Regions from separate parts of the Gossypium hirsutum genome. Here regions 1 and 2 are each linked to region 3. Evidence: chromatin contacts called from public Hi-C data. All regions are on one chromosome and are shown on one strand. Each heading gives the region's core, a stretch centred on a gene start, on an enhancer-like site or on the middle of the called end of the contact. The rest is flanking DNA. Distances are from core to core; before and after follow the strand shown. Region 1 holds the start of LOC107886604 (transcription factor PAR1). Region 2 holds the start of LOC107886612 (serine/arginine-rich splicing factor RSZ21). Region 3 holds the start of LOC107942723 (AP-1 complex subunit gamma-2).

Region 1 (3,930 bases), core at 141-2,640, 220 kb before region 3:
TTAAATAAGGTGAACCAATTCGATCCAATCTCCAAACTATGTTTCTCCAATTGATATGATCTTCATTGATGGACTAGATATCATCCATATACTCAACAGAACCTATAAATATCATTCAATAAATTGCCAACATTTCAAATATGAAAACTATCTCAAACAACTCCAATGGTAAAGGAGTGAGAACTCCCTTGGCACTCTATTGCCATTTCTATATTTTTCAACAATCTTCCCTTTTAGCAATTTTTTGAACAAAACATACACAATGGAGGAAGCTATAACATCAAGTAACCTTAGCTCCCCCTTAACATATTGTCATTACTATTTTTTATTTTTTTTTTTGAGATAGATTGACATTTAGACCCTATATGGCACATATGATGATAAAGAAATAGGGAAATAATGGCAGGTTGAATGTGCGGAAGTAGTGGTATAAATAAAACACCAATGTTCACAAGCTATTTGTGCTTGACTCCAAATAAAATGCTCAAATTTGATTCGGTAATTATCGAGTTGAGCTTGCACTCAAGCAACTTAAGCTATTAATCAAGTTGAATTTGAGCATCGTAATATTCAATTTGAATGGTTCTGACTCTAATTGAGCTTTTCATTTTAATATATTATATATGAAATCACATTTTTACTCTTATTATATAAAAATAGCTTAAGTATGAACGAGCTTAATTGAGTTGAAGTTCAAGTTAAAGTTTGATGTTGAGTACAAAAATTAAGAAACAAGCCTAATAAAGCTCAAGTTTAAAATTGATGTCTGATTAAACTTGAATCGAATATCGAGCCTTAAATTTCGAGCCAAACTTGAGCTTGAACTTGTGTTTTCCACTATTTAAGTTTCGCTCAACTCAACTACACTATTTTGTTAAATGATAGAATAATGTACATTCATACAAGTACATATAATTATTGAGTTCAATTAACCAATTTATGAGTTATTAAGTTGAATTAACAAATGTTGTTTTTCTTTATGTTAAAAATTCATAATATAAAACTTCAGAACTTAAAGATTTATCGGGCCAATATTTTTAATAAAAGTTACGAGGGTAACTCTACTTATTAGAGAATTTCCATTTCATAGACAATAATGTCTTTATTAAAGCAAAAAGAGTTGGATTGTTTAACTAAATTCTCAATAAAAGATTAGTGGTGCACAGAATGATGGTATCTGCAAAAATGGGGTTGGGATTTATTGGGCCCCACCGCAAGCCCACGTCCATAAAACGACAAACTAGGGAGAACGTGTGACTAAAACAGGAACATATACGCGTACATATTTTTAATATTTTATGAAAATAAGAGAGAATATTTAATTCATGTCGTAAGAGCCGAAAGGAACATCAAGACTCGGCTCACATGGTCCCTTCTATATCTCTTCTTCCCATCATTCATGCCTCTCTCTCCCCTTCCATTTTTTTTTTGTTACATCAATCATAACTTTTCATTCCTTTGAACACAAACCCAAGAAAATAAAGAGTGACTTCCTTCCTTCCTCCCTGCGTTTTTGTTCTCCATTTAGCTTAAGAAATTTATACACATTTTCTTATGAAACATACGGAGCCAAGGAGCTGCAAAGAGTTTTCTATGGTGAAATGGAGGATGAGGAGGAGGCGGACTGCTTGCAGTGGCGGAGGCAGCACCGGTGGTCGATCAGTTAGAATGAAGATCAAAAGGTTGCAAAAGCTAATTCCGGGAGGGCAATTGATGCAACCGGATCGCCTGTTCTTGAGGACGGCAGATTATATACTGCATTTGCGCTTACAACTTAATCTTCTGCAAGCTCTTTCCAAGATTTACCAACCCTCAATTTAATCTCTCCTTTTCTTTTTATAAGGGTAAAGGTAAAAGTTATTTAAAGATTGAACGATGTTAACTAAAGACTCCAATAATTCAGTCGACATTAATATTCAAATATTTATGTAGATTATATATAATATAGAATTTAGATGGCATTTGCTGCCTTGCCATATACAAATGTACTCTCTTCCTCCTTTTTTTTTTCCTTATAGTAATTATATTTGAAGGTTAAGGTTTTCTCCTAAGAAGTTGGTTTATTCTTCTCTTTTAGTTTGTTAATATTGGTGGTTTTAATTTCCTCTGGAATTCATGCATGTGGGCTACCCATCTGCTGGAATTTCCAGCCTTTGCTCCTTCTTTCTTTCTCGTTTGTTGACTAAATTACACTTATGTTTGTTTAAGTACATTGTGGACATCAAAATTATTGAGCCATTAACTTCTGTTAAGTGTGTAACAATAAGTTGATGTCGAATTTTTTTAATTAGTCCCAATAATTTTAATTTTTCTTTTCTTTTAACTTTCCTTTTTCTTTTTCTTTTAGCTTTCCAGAACGTAAATAACCAAAATCCCCTCCCTAAAACGAAATATAAAACATCAAAACTCATTCTTAAATTCAATCTCAACAAGAAGAAAAGTAAACCCATTATTTATTATTCATGGAAATGTATAAATTTCTCTTTCTTCACTGATACGAAGTGTTCTTTTCATTTTCTTTATCTGCTTAAAGGATTCTCTGCTAAATGCAATTCTTAACTATGTTTAGTTTTATTTTTGACATATTTTCTTAGATGCCACTACATCGATGAGTAATTGAAATTTCTATTTTCTAATAACAGAGTTCTATGTTTGCTTGTTTGGTATATTTTAAGCTAATTGGATTTTATTTGCAACGAGGTTGATTTCTATTATTTTTACTGCTGACGTTCAAAATAAAACGTAACCTTCTTTCTCTTTTAGTTTCGAGCTGGGTTTTAGGAAGTGTTTTTTTTTTGGTCTGAATTGCTTCATTCTGACAATTGTTTATTGTAATCTTTTCTTTTCTTTTTTTTTCTCATTTTCTATTATTTTGATCTCTCTCACTGTATATTTGAATTAAGATCATTTTTAGTTAATATACTAAAGAGTATTTAAAATTTTCAAAAGAATATTTAATTGTGTGTTTTCAAATATTATTTTATTTTACGTTTAAAAATTATTATTTTATTATTTTAATTAATTCTCATTAAATTCACATAGTATTAAATGAAAATTAATTTAAAAATTAAAAAATATTATCATTTTAATAATAAAATCAAATATTATCATGAGTAAAAATAATAGGCCAGTAGTTTACTTAATTACAAAAAATAATATAAAGATTTATTTAAATAAAATGTAGTACTTTAAGTGGTTTTTTAAAAATATATTATCCTTCATTTTTCTTCAATATTGGAGCTGACAATAAGAATTGGAGCTGACAATAAGAAAAAAAAATTTTTACCCCACAAAGCTCAAAATTTCCACATAAAGTTAACTCAATTCATCAAATTCAACGGCCAAGAATTTTAAAATTTTCTAACCCCTTATTTGATGAAGGAGATATAATTAAAATCGCTCAAAAGAAAAAGTGTAGTGACTAACTATACAATTTGATTTAAAATATCTGAAAAGATGACACATTTAGTGAAAGTTAACAACTGAGTGACCACAACATGATAAATAGACGACACTAATGACTATATAATAATTTTTTAAAGTTTGGTAACCAAAACATAAACTTCAACAAACTTAAGTGATTAGCTTGTAATTTATCCTTTTTAATTAAACAATGCATATACAAACAATTGTCATTTGTTATGTTCTTATTTGATTTTGCTTAAATATTTTCTCTATATAAATAATGGAAAATAAGTCATACTTGTATAACATATAATGTAACATCTCGATACCTGACCTGATTACCACGACTGAGTTACAAGATGTCACCTTTATTGTCAGAGTAACTACAATCGATAACATCCAATTCAATGTCAATATACATTTAAGTACAAGTAATTCATACAAATTAAACAATGCAATATCATTTTCGGACCTTATACTTGTAACGCCTTCAACCCGACCTGATTCACCAGGTCCGAATCTCGG
Region 2 (4,103 bases), core at 1,032-3,531, 180 kb after region 3:
AATGAGCCAATTTCGGATGGATTAATGTAACATGGGAACCCGTGATACTAAAGAGGAAATAACCATTTATGCATGAAACCAATGATATGAGGCTTCCATACAACTATTTTCATTAAGGTTATTTACAAGCGTAAAATTATGTTTTCTCTCAAACTTGGTAACTACTAAACACAAGTAGTAGAAAATGGTGACTAAAGGCTTGGAAAATAGCCTAATAAAGTCCACATGGTTGGACACACAGGTGTGTGTTTAGGCCGTGTATGACACACAGTTCCCTCCCATAGGTGTGTGCTATGGTCGTGTGTCCTCTGCACTTAAAATTTTAGCTCAAAGTTGTACACGGGTAGGCCACACGGGCGTGCATCATGGCCGTGTTAAAATGACAGTTTCGTCCACGGGCAAGCAGCACGGGCGTGTTCCCATGGCCGTGTTGATAAGTCAGTGTTGCCCACAGTTGAAGGGCATGGGCGTGTGAGTCCACACGGCCCAATCTACACGGGAGTGTGTCCCTTTATGTTAAGAAAAATTTTCTGAGAAGCCCAAGGTTAATCGAACGTGCCCGTATTTGTCCCGGATTACCTTTCAATATGTTGTAGGTCTCGAAGTCCTATACAAGAGACGTGATGTTCATGATTGAAAAGTTTTAAATTTAAATGAAATTTTGTGACCTGAATTAGTATACTGAAAGTGTAAAGTTCCGGTAATGTCTCGAGCCTTGTCCCGATGTTGGATACGGGTTAGGGGTGTTACGATTAATATATATTTAAACAATCATTTAAAAATAATATATTATAAAGTTTTATTAGTAAAACTTATGAACCCATCAATATTCAATAATATAAGTTAATAATTTGGTTAGACTTAAAACAAATAAATAATAATCATACCTCAAAAAAAAATGAAGCTCCTTACCAATTTAAATTGTGCTCTATAAATCCAAAATTCACGCTGGGAGGTCAAATTTTTTTTCGCCATCCAAAGCAACAGACTGCAGTGTCCATCTTGGTGTTGAGCCTCTTAGTGTATACTCAAACCTTCCATTCGGAGTAATATTCTTTTACGAACTATAATAAGAAGTAAAACAAGTTAATTAAAATAATCTCAAATTAATTTAATTTAATTGAAAACTAATCTAGATATAAAACACTAAATAGATGAAAACTTCATGCAAAGAGTTGCAAACAACAGTAGGCTAAAGACAACAAGTAATGGAGAATCAGGGAAGTAAGCACTCAATTTGAATAGCAACCGGCAGCAATAAATAGCCATTTGAAGAAGCAAATGAGGCAACGAAACAGAAAAGTAAGAGTAATTTTAGTGGTTAGAGGCTGAATTTTGGTATTATGGACGAGCTTAATGGTTCGCAAAGTTGCCGTTGGTTTAATCCATAATTAAGATAATTAAAAGAGAATCGTGCTAATAACGTGTTATAAAATAAAAGACGGAGAATAAAGAACAAAGAGAATGAGAGAGCAAAGAGAGAGCGTATTTTTATTAATCAATCGAGATATTTACAAAACTTTTCCAAAGTCTCTATTTATATGCATAAGAAGTATAAATGAAGTAGAAATCTATTTCTAATGACTATTAGAATTTAAAGTATATCAAAGCTTATCTTGATTTTGATAGACATCCACTTAATAAGATATTCATAACAATTTCTTCTTATTTCAAAATTTAAATGATTATTGTAAAATGGTGAGAAGGATAATATTTAGGGTTGAATAGTATTTTTGTTTTTTAATTAAACCATTAATACTTAGACTTATATAGTATTGAATTTATATAGGTAAAGTGCATCATGTTAAAAAATTCTTTTCAATATCAATATTGAGTAAATTGAGGTTTTTTAAAAAATAAAAAAATAGCTCTTTTAAGTTTCAAAAAGCGAGCAATTAAAGATAATTAATCATGATTTTCACATTTTTCATCAATTTATTCTATTTTTCATTGGTATAATAGTCATCAATGTTTACACATTTTATCAAAAAAATTTCTAATTCTAAAAAATTAAACAAATATAGCTCTCAACATTAGCACATTTTATAAAGTTGATCTTGATTTTATTTTATTTTATCCGGTGAGAGTAAATTTATTAAATTGTTAAAATCATGACCAAAATGATAAAATTTATAAATATTGAAGGTTAAATTTATTATTATACCAATTAAAACTAGGGTAAATTGGTGTAGGGATTAATTACTTAGACACTCGGCATTAGTCAAAACAAAACTCACCAAACTTGATATACGAAGTCTTGCTAGGTTTTTCTTTTATGACTTAGAATCCAAAACTTGATGTAAAGGAAGATAGGAATTCAATAAACTTGAGTTCTTTCCAACATAAAATTTGTACTTTTCCATTGGGGATTTGTTGAGAGGCCCAATACTATAGAAAGGCCAAGGCCTTGCACAATATTAATTAGCAAAGCGGAACCTTTTCATTTTCAGCTGAGATTTTTATAGTGTTGTTTATTCTTCGAGGGTTTTAGGATTGGCTACCTCAAACCAATTTGATCAATCGAATTTTCATCTCTCTCTTTCTTCTATCCTGCAAACCCTATAGAAATTTCCTCAAGGTAACCTAACCCCTACTCTCTATCATCTCCTCCGTCTATAATTTCGATTCCTTCGATAATTTTCTGCAAAACCCCTAATTTTTCTATGATGTCTCTATAACGAGCTTTGATGGCTATTCAAAATCATTAGATTTTCCGTTTTGTGATTTTATTCACTTTTCCTAATTAATTTATTATTGTTTAAGGTGTGCAGTGATTTTACGAGAATGTCTCGGGTCTATGTTGGGAATTTGGATCCTCGGGTCACTGAGAGGGATCTCGAAGACGAGTTTAGGATTTTCGGCGTTCTCCGCAGGTATTTTTATTTTTATTTTTTGTGAATGAAGGGGAAAAATTGTATTTTGATAGGGACCTGGGTTTTTTTTTTGGATTAAATTTATTTGCCACTCTGAAGATTGTCAGGTTTTGCTAGCTTTAATTGATTATTTAGTTTGTTCGTCAATATCATACAAGATAAAGTCTTGCTTTCTTCCATTTGAAACAAGCTTTAAAATAATTAAAAAAAATGCTGATTGTGCTATTGATTGATTTATGTTTTGATGAAATGAATCCAGTGTATGGGTAGCTCGAAGGCCTCCTGGTTATGCGTTTATTGAGTTTGATGATCGCAGGGATGCTATTGATGCAATTCGTGAACTGGATGGTGTGTATACTCTTTTTTCTAGTGTTTATTTCTTTCATTTGTTGTATTACTCTTACATGCTTGAATTATGGTGGTTCTCTACTCGAATACCCTTATATAAGTTGCCATATTCATTAGTTTTTGCTTGATTATTTATGTTGCCTTCACTTATTTGCTGCATATGCTTCTAATTTGGTGAGCGTTGAGCTTTTCATTTGAATGTTAGAGAGGTCTCCTAGCCGGTTTAAGTAGTTTAATGATTTTCTTTTATATTTCAAGAAGTTGCTATTGTTTCCTGGTTGTCTGCAGCCAGTTGCTTTAGTGGTTTGATGCAATCTGATTTTTTATTCCAAAAAAATAATTCTAAGTTTGCGCATTTGGCTCTTAGTTCTTTTGTTTCCTTAGATTCAAATAACATTTCTGATCTATGTTGCTTTATTGATCATTTCTAGAATTTTCTAACCATATCTTTTTTCTCACTTAAGGAAAAAATGGTTGGCGAGTGGAACTTTCTCATAATTCAAAAGGTGGTGGAGGCCGTGGTGGGCGCCGTGGTGGGGGTGAGGATTTAAAGTGTTATGAGTGTGGTGAACCTGGTCACTTTGCTCGCGAATGCCGCTCGCATTATGGATCACGAGGCCTGGGAAGTGGCCGGCGTCGAAGCCCCAGTCCTCGTCGCCGTAGGAGTCCAAGTTATGGGTATGGGCGCAGGTGGGTTTAAGGATTCCTTTTCTTTCTCTCTCGTTATTGGAGTGTGTAGAGGAGGCTAGCTCCTACTGTGATCTTTTTTGTAAAGGAGCCTATACAAAGTGATGGTACATTATATATCATGCCTTTTCCTATGCTATTCAAAAAACCCCATTCCCCCTTTTTGAAATTTAGTGGCTAGAATTGATATTTATG
Region 3 (4,172 bases), core at 1,464-3,963:
CATAGAGTGTCTTTCAAATGCTATAGCTATGAGCTGTTGTGCTCATAAGGTCAAGACCAGTTTACCTTTCTAAAGTATTCAAGGGCTTCTGAACTGACTTTACATAGATCTGCACAAAGTTGAACTCCTGTTATCAGGACCCCATGATGCTTTTCTTTAAGTAGGGAAGCGGCACAATTGATAAAGTTTTCAGCCAAGGCTGGAACTTTCTTTATGATCCGTATGGAGCACAATGCTGCCTACAACAAGAGTAAAGAGCTCTTAAAGATTGCAGGCAGATCACTGAAGAAATTGACATATATATAACCTAAAAATTATCAACAAATACAAATTATGAGAATTCATAACCAAAGCCACTTTGCGCACACGGGCAGAAGGGGAGAGATGTGGAAGTGGGAGGCCTGTTTAATTGAATCAGTCCTCCAATAGAAAAGTGATATTGCAGTTGAACCAATTTAGAACATTGAAAAATGCCATCATAGAATGGTTGGCAATGATCATTAGATGCCTTTCCCTCCCCATCAAACAAGAAAACTTAAGTTGTCTTTCTTGGAGTCACACATTGGACTTAATAGTTTCAATACCTTAGCATTTTTCCCTTGAATGATTGTATGCTGCAAATTCTTCTGGTTAAGAAATATAGGCAGAAAAAAATCCAGATTTGATAAAAGTAGCTGCCATATGAATGGTGCAGAATATCATTGAACGAATATCACACTATACAGATGGCATCTCAGTTATGCAGTATCCAGTACTTAACAATCAGTTTACACTTTTAACCTTTTAATTGACAAAATTACAAACGCATTGTTGCAAAGAAATAAAGGGCACAAACAGAAATATTTGAAGTGCTCAACAGAAAAACCCAAAACTTTCCTACTCCTGCAGAAGAGGACAGAGAAGTTATCATTTAAGAGGGATACTCAGCATTAAGCATAAGAAATTCAAAAAGTCTGGAGTCCAGTGGCCTCCATTTTCCTTCTTTACTTCACATCTATATGTGATGAACATATCTTTGAGTTAAGAATAGGACACACTTACTTTCTTCCTGATATTTGGATCTCGAAACTGCAGCAATCTTTCTACTTCAGGTGCAAGATCACGGGCCATTTCTGCTGAACAAATATTACCCAGTGCACAAAGAGCAAGTCCTACAATGTACTGGTTTGAATGGTTCAGATCTCTGCATATAAATTAAGGTTCCTGCAAGTAAAGCAAATCTCTCCATTTTCTTATTTTTACACTTGTAATACAACCCTATCAGGCACAACAATATTAACCCAGAACAGAACTGATAAAAGGGAAAAGGAAATGGGAACAAAATAAGCTTGAGAAGAATCCACGCAAAAGATACTGCTTTAATGAGTTTGTGACCAACATGAGAACTTCTTCTCTTTCATCAAGAAGCAACATAAGACCAAGATATCCTATCCTCTTCTCTGGAAATCCAGCAGATGCAATCAACTTCAAGCACTCCATTTGGCCAAAATGAGTGGGATATCCAAGCATCTGAATGAACATGAGTTTTGCCAGGTTACGGTGCCTATAATCTTGATCATCTTCATTAATTGAAGCACGAATAGCAGCACACTCTTTCCTTACAACAGCACGTTCTTCTGCTGCAGTTTTGCATGCACGTATAGCCCGTATCATGTCCCTGCATTGGAGAAGTAAGTTTAAACCATTTTCAATTAATATGTATATAAACTACATGTGCATTTTCTATGCCTGCCATTTTACAAAAAGTGTGTCTAGGTGCACCAGGCATGCATCTCACCTAAAAGGGTTCGAGGCACTTTTGTTTGCTATCTAGTGTTAAGGCGCAGGGTGCATGCGCACCCTTGTGGATGCCTTAACGATGCTACATATAATGCAAGACTAGAGACAGTAAGACTTGCGTGACCAAACCAGTCAACGTTTTAGTTGCCATCTATATAATGGTACCTCCTAACAACAATGCTATTTAGTGCATCATTTAATATTATCAACATTTCAAAAAAAGAAGATCAAGCTACTTTCAAACCAATTATTAAATGGGTATGACACATTTCTACAATTTCATTAATAGATGCAAGTTGCAACTAACTCGAGATAATAAAAAGGAAAACAAAAGATAATCAGAAGAACCAAATTATGAAAACCCCAAACAGGCTAACAGATTACACTTAGCTCTAAATACATACCCAATCATCTTTTAAGTTGCACGAACCACAACTGAACTCCCGAAATTCTAATCACGGTATTAAAAAATACAGCTCTTTTAAATTTTAGTCACAACTCCAGTCCACTCAAATAAACAAACTCATGAGTTGTTGATCTGATCTTCCAATTAAAAGGAAAAAGGAGAAGTAAAATAAGAAACGGGTAACAGTAGGAATTGGTGCTCACCTTAGACAAGTACCGGAAGAAAAAGGATTCATGATCGTATTAAGGTAGGAAACTCTAGTAGAGAGGTCGAAACAGATGGAATAGAAACTAAACCAAATGCTGCAATTAAATCGATCACCAAAATAGCACTATTCAGAATTAAACCGTACTGTTTTTCTTTTTTTTCTCTTTTAGCAAGCTTAAAGAATGTGAAAGAGAAGATCCAAATGCTGGAATTCGGAGATCTAAGAAAGAGGAAGAAACGGAGAATTGGATCTGAGAGACCGAGAAAACGGAGTCTCTTTTTCTACTTGATAAAAATGAGAGCAGAGCGGTCAAATTGGCATTTGTAAGTCCAGTCAGTCGTAAATATTGGGTTAAATTTGCAAGGAGGATATTCGGCTTATTTATTGGTTGGACGTGACATGGCAGGATTTCATTGGGCAGTTATAGACATTTGTTTGTAGTAATTAAGTAACGGCTCTGCAGCCAAGTTTAAAGCCCCACCATTACGACTAGGCTTCGCTGTTTAATTTTGTTTAATATAATATTAACTTGAAATATTCTTTTAATTTGGTGTATCAACATCAATTTTTTTCTTAATTTGGTAACTAATTCTCTTTGTTTAATTTAGTTTTTTTTTCTTATTTCATACTTAACTTGTTTTTGTCTAATTTAGTACTTAAACTTGTCAAACAATATATAAAATTACATCAATATATTAACAATATTTTTCTATGAAGTAGCAATGATATTCAAAATGTATGATCGATATGTGATAAATGACAAAAATTTTTATATTTTAAATGTTTAATTACTTTATTTTAAAATTTTACATTTAACCTAATGAATTTCTTTTATTTTATTTTTTAAAACTCTTATTTTCTTCTTCAGTATTAATTTGTGAAGAACAATTCAGAGCACAATTTGTAACATGAATTACCTCTTATAGTGCCGATATTTTTAGGGAATTAAGGACTTTGTAAAGATTAAGACATTCTTTAAGCATGTAATCGATTCTGAATCATTCTTACCAATAACAATCAAAGTAATCTCAACCTCAATAAAAACTAAACTTTGAGCATATTGTTTAATGCAACAGAAGAAACTCCAAATAAATGTAATAACTCTTACCATTAAACTTGTTGTCATCTATCAGATGTCAATCATACATTAGCTATTTTTGTTCCCTCATGAAAAACTAACATTAGGGTAATTTGTATAACATTTTACAAGTTTAGATACCAAATTAGGAAAAGCATTGACGTTCAAGTACTGATTTGGGTCAAAAAAGCTAGGTAACCACTTAAGAAAAAGAGTCACGTTTAATATCAAATTGGGCCAAAAGAACTTAGGTATCAAATTTAAAAAAAAAATGTCAAGTTCATGTATCAAATGTTATATTTTTAAGGGTTTTTTTTCTTCTTGTTGTTGTTCAAACTATGAAAAATCATTGAAAGTAAAGGAATTACAAAAAATAAATAAATTCAGTTGTAATACGAAATACCCAATTTATCCGACAAGAATAAAATATTGTTTCTTAGCAATCCAATCAGCTATTTGATTATTAGGTCAAATCACACGGCTAAAAAGAACATTTGAAACTGAAGAAACCATCAATAGGATATTGGAGATAAATGTTGAAACTTCCAAAGACGTTGAGATCTTTCCATTAAGCATTTTGATTGTATAAAAGCAATTTGATTCAATGATGACATGTTGCCATCCATGTAACACCCTGATACCCAATCCGATCGTTAGGTCCAAGCTACAAGGTGTCACATTCATTGTCGGAGCAACTACGA

The links. Hi-C and Micro-C count contacts between places; a contact is called where the count stands out from the background.
Region 1: a contact with region 3 is called in a Hi-C map of leaf, with 1.9 times the contacts expected there. The contact joins the promoter of LOC107886604 here to the promoter of LOC107942723 in region 3. A contact is called at or near these places in 3 of 34 Hi-C or Micro-C datasets (leaf and petal).
Region 2: a contact with region 3 is called in a Hi-C map of leaf, with 4 times the contacts expected there. The contact joins the promoter of LOC107886612 here to the promoter of LOC107942723 in region 3. A contact is called at or near these places in 16 of 34 Hi-C or Micro-C datasets (anther, callus, hypocotyl and 3 more).

What each region holds. Positions count from the first base shown.
Region 1 is chrA03:99,970,340-99,974,269 of Gossypium_hirsutum_v2.1, reverse strand. It overlaps LOC107886604 (transcription factor PAR1), which reads left to right and starts at 1,390. Exons shown (of 1, transcript XM_016810622.2): 1 at 1,390-1,983. The coding sequence starts at 1,555. The coding sequence ends at 1,821.
Region 2 is chrA03:99,565,410-99,569,512 of Gossypium_hirsutum_v2.1, reverse strand. LOC107886612 (serine/arginine-rich splicing factor RSZ21) reads left to right here and starts at 2,281. Exons shown (of 6, transcript XM_016810637.2): 1 at 2,281-2,578; 2 at 2,772-2,873; 3 at 3,133-3,221; 4 at 3,686-3,911. The coding sequence starts at 2,785.
Region 3 is chrA03:99,747,989-99,752,160 of Gossypium_hirsutum_v2.1, reverse strand. LOC107942723 (AP-1 complex subunit gamma-2) reads right to left here and starts at 2,713. Exons shown (of 18, transcript XM_041099890.1): 1 at 2,389-2,713; 2 at 1,355-1,657; 3 at 1,042-1,183; 4 at 66-239. The coding sequence starts at 2,420.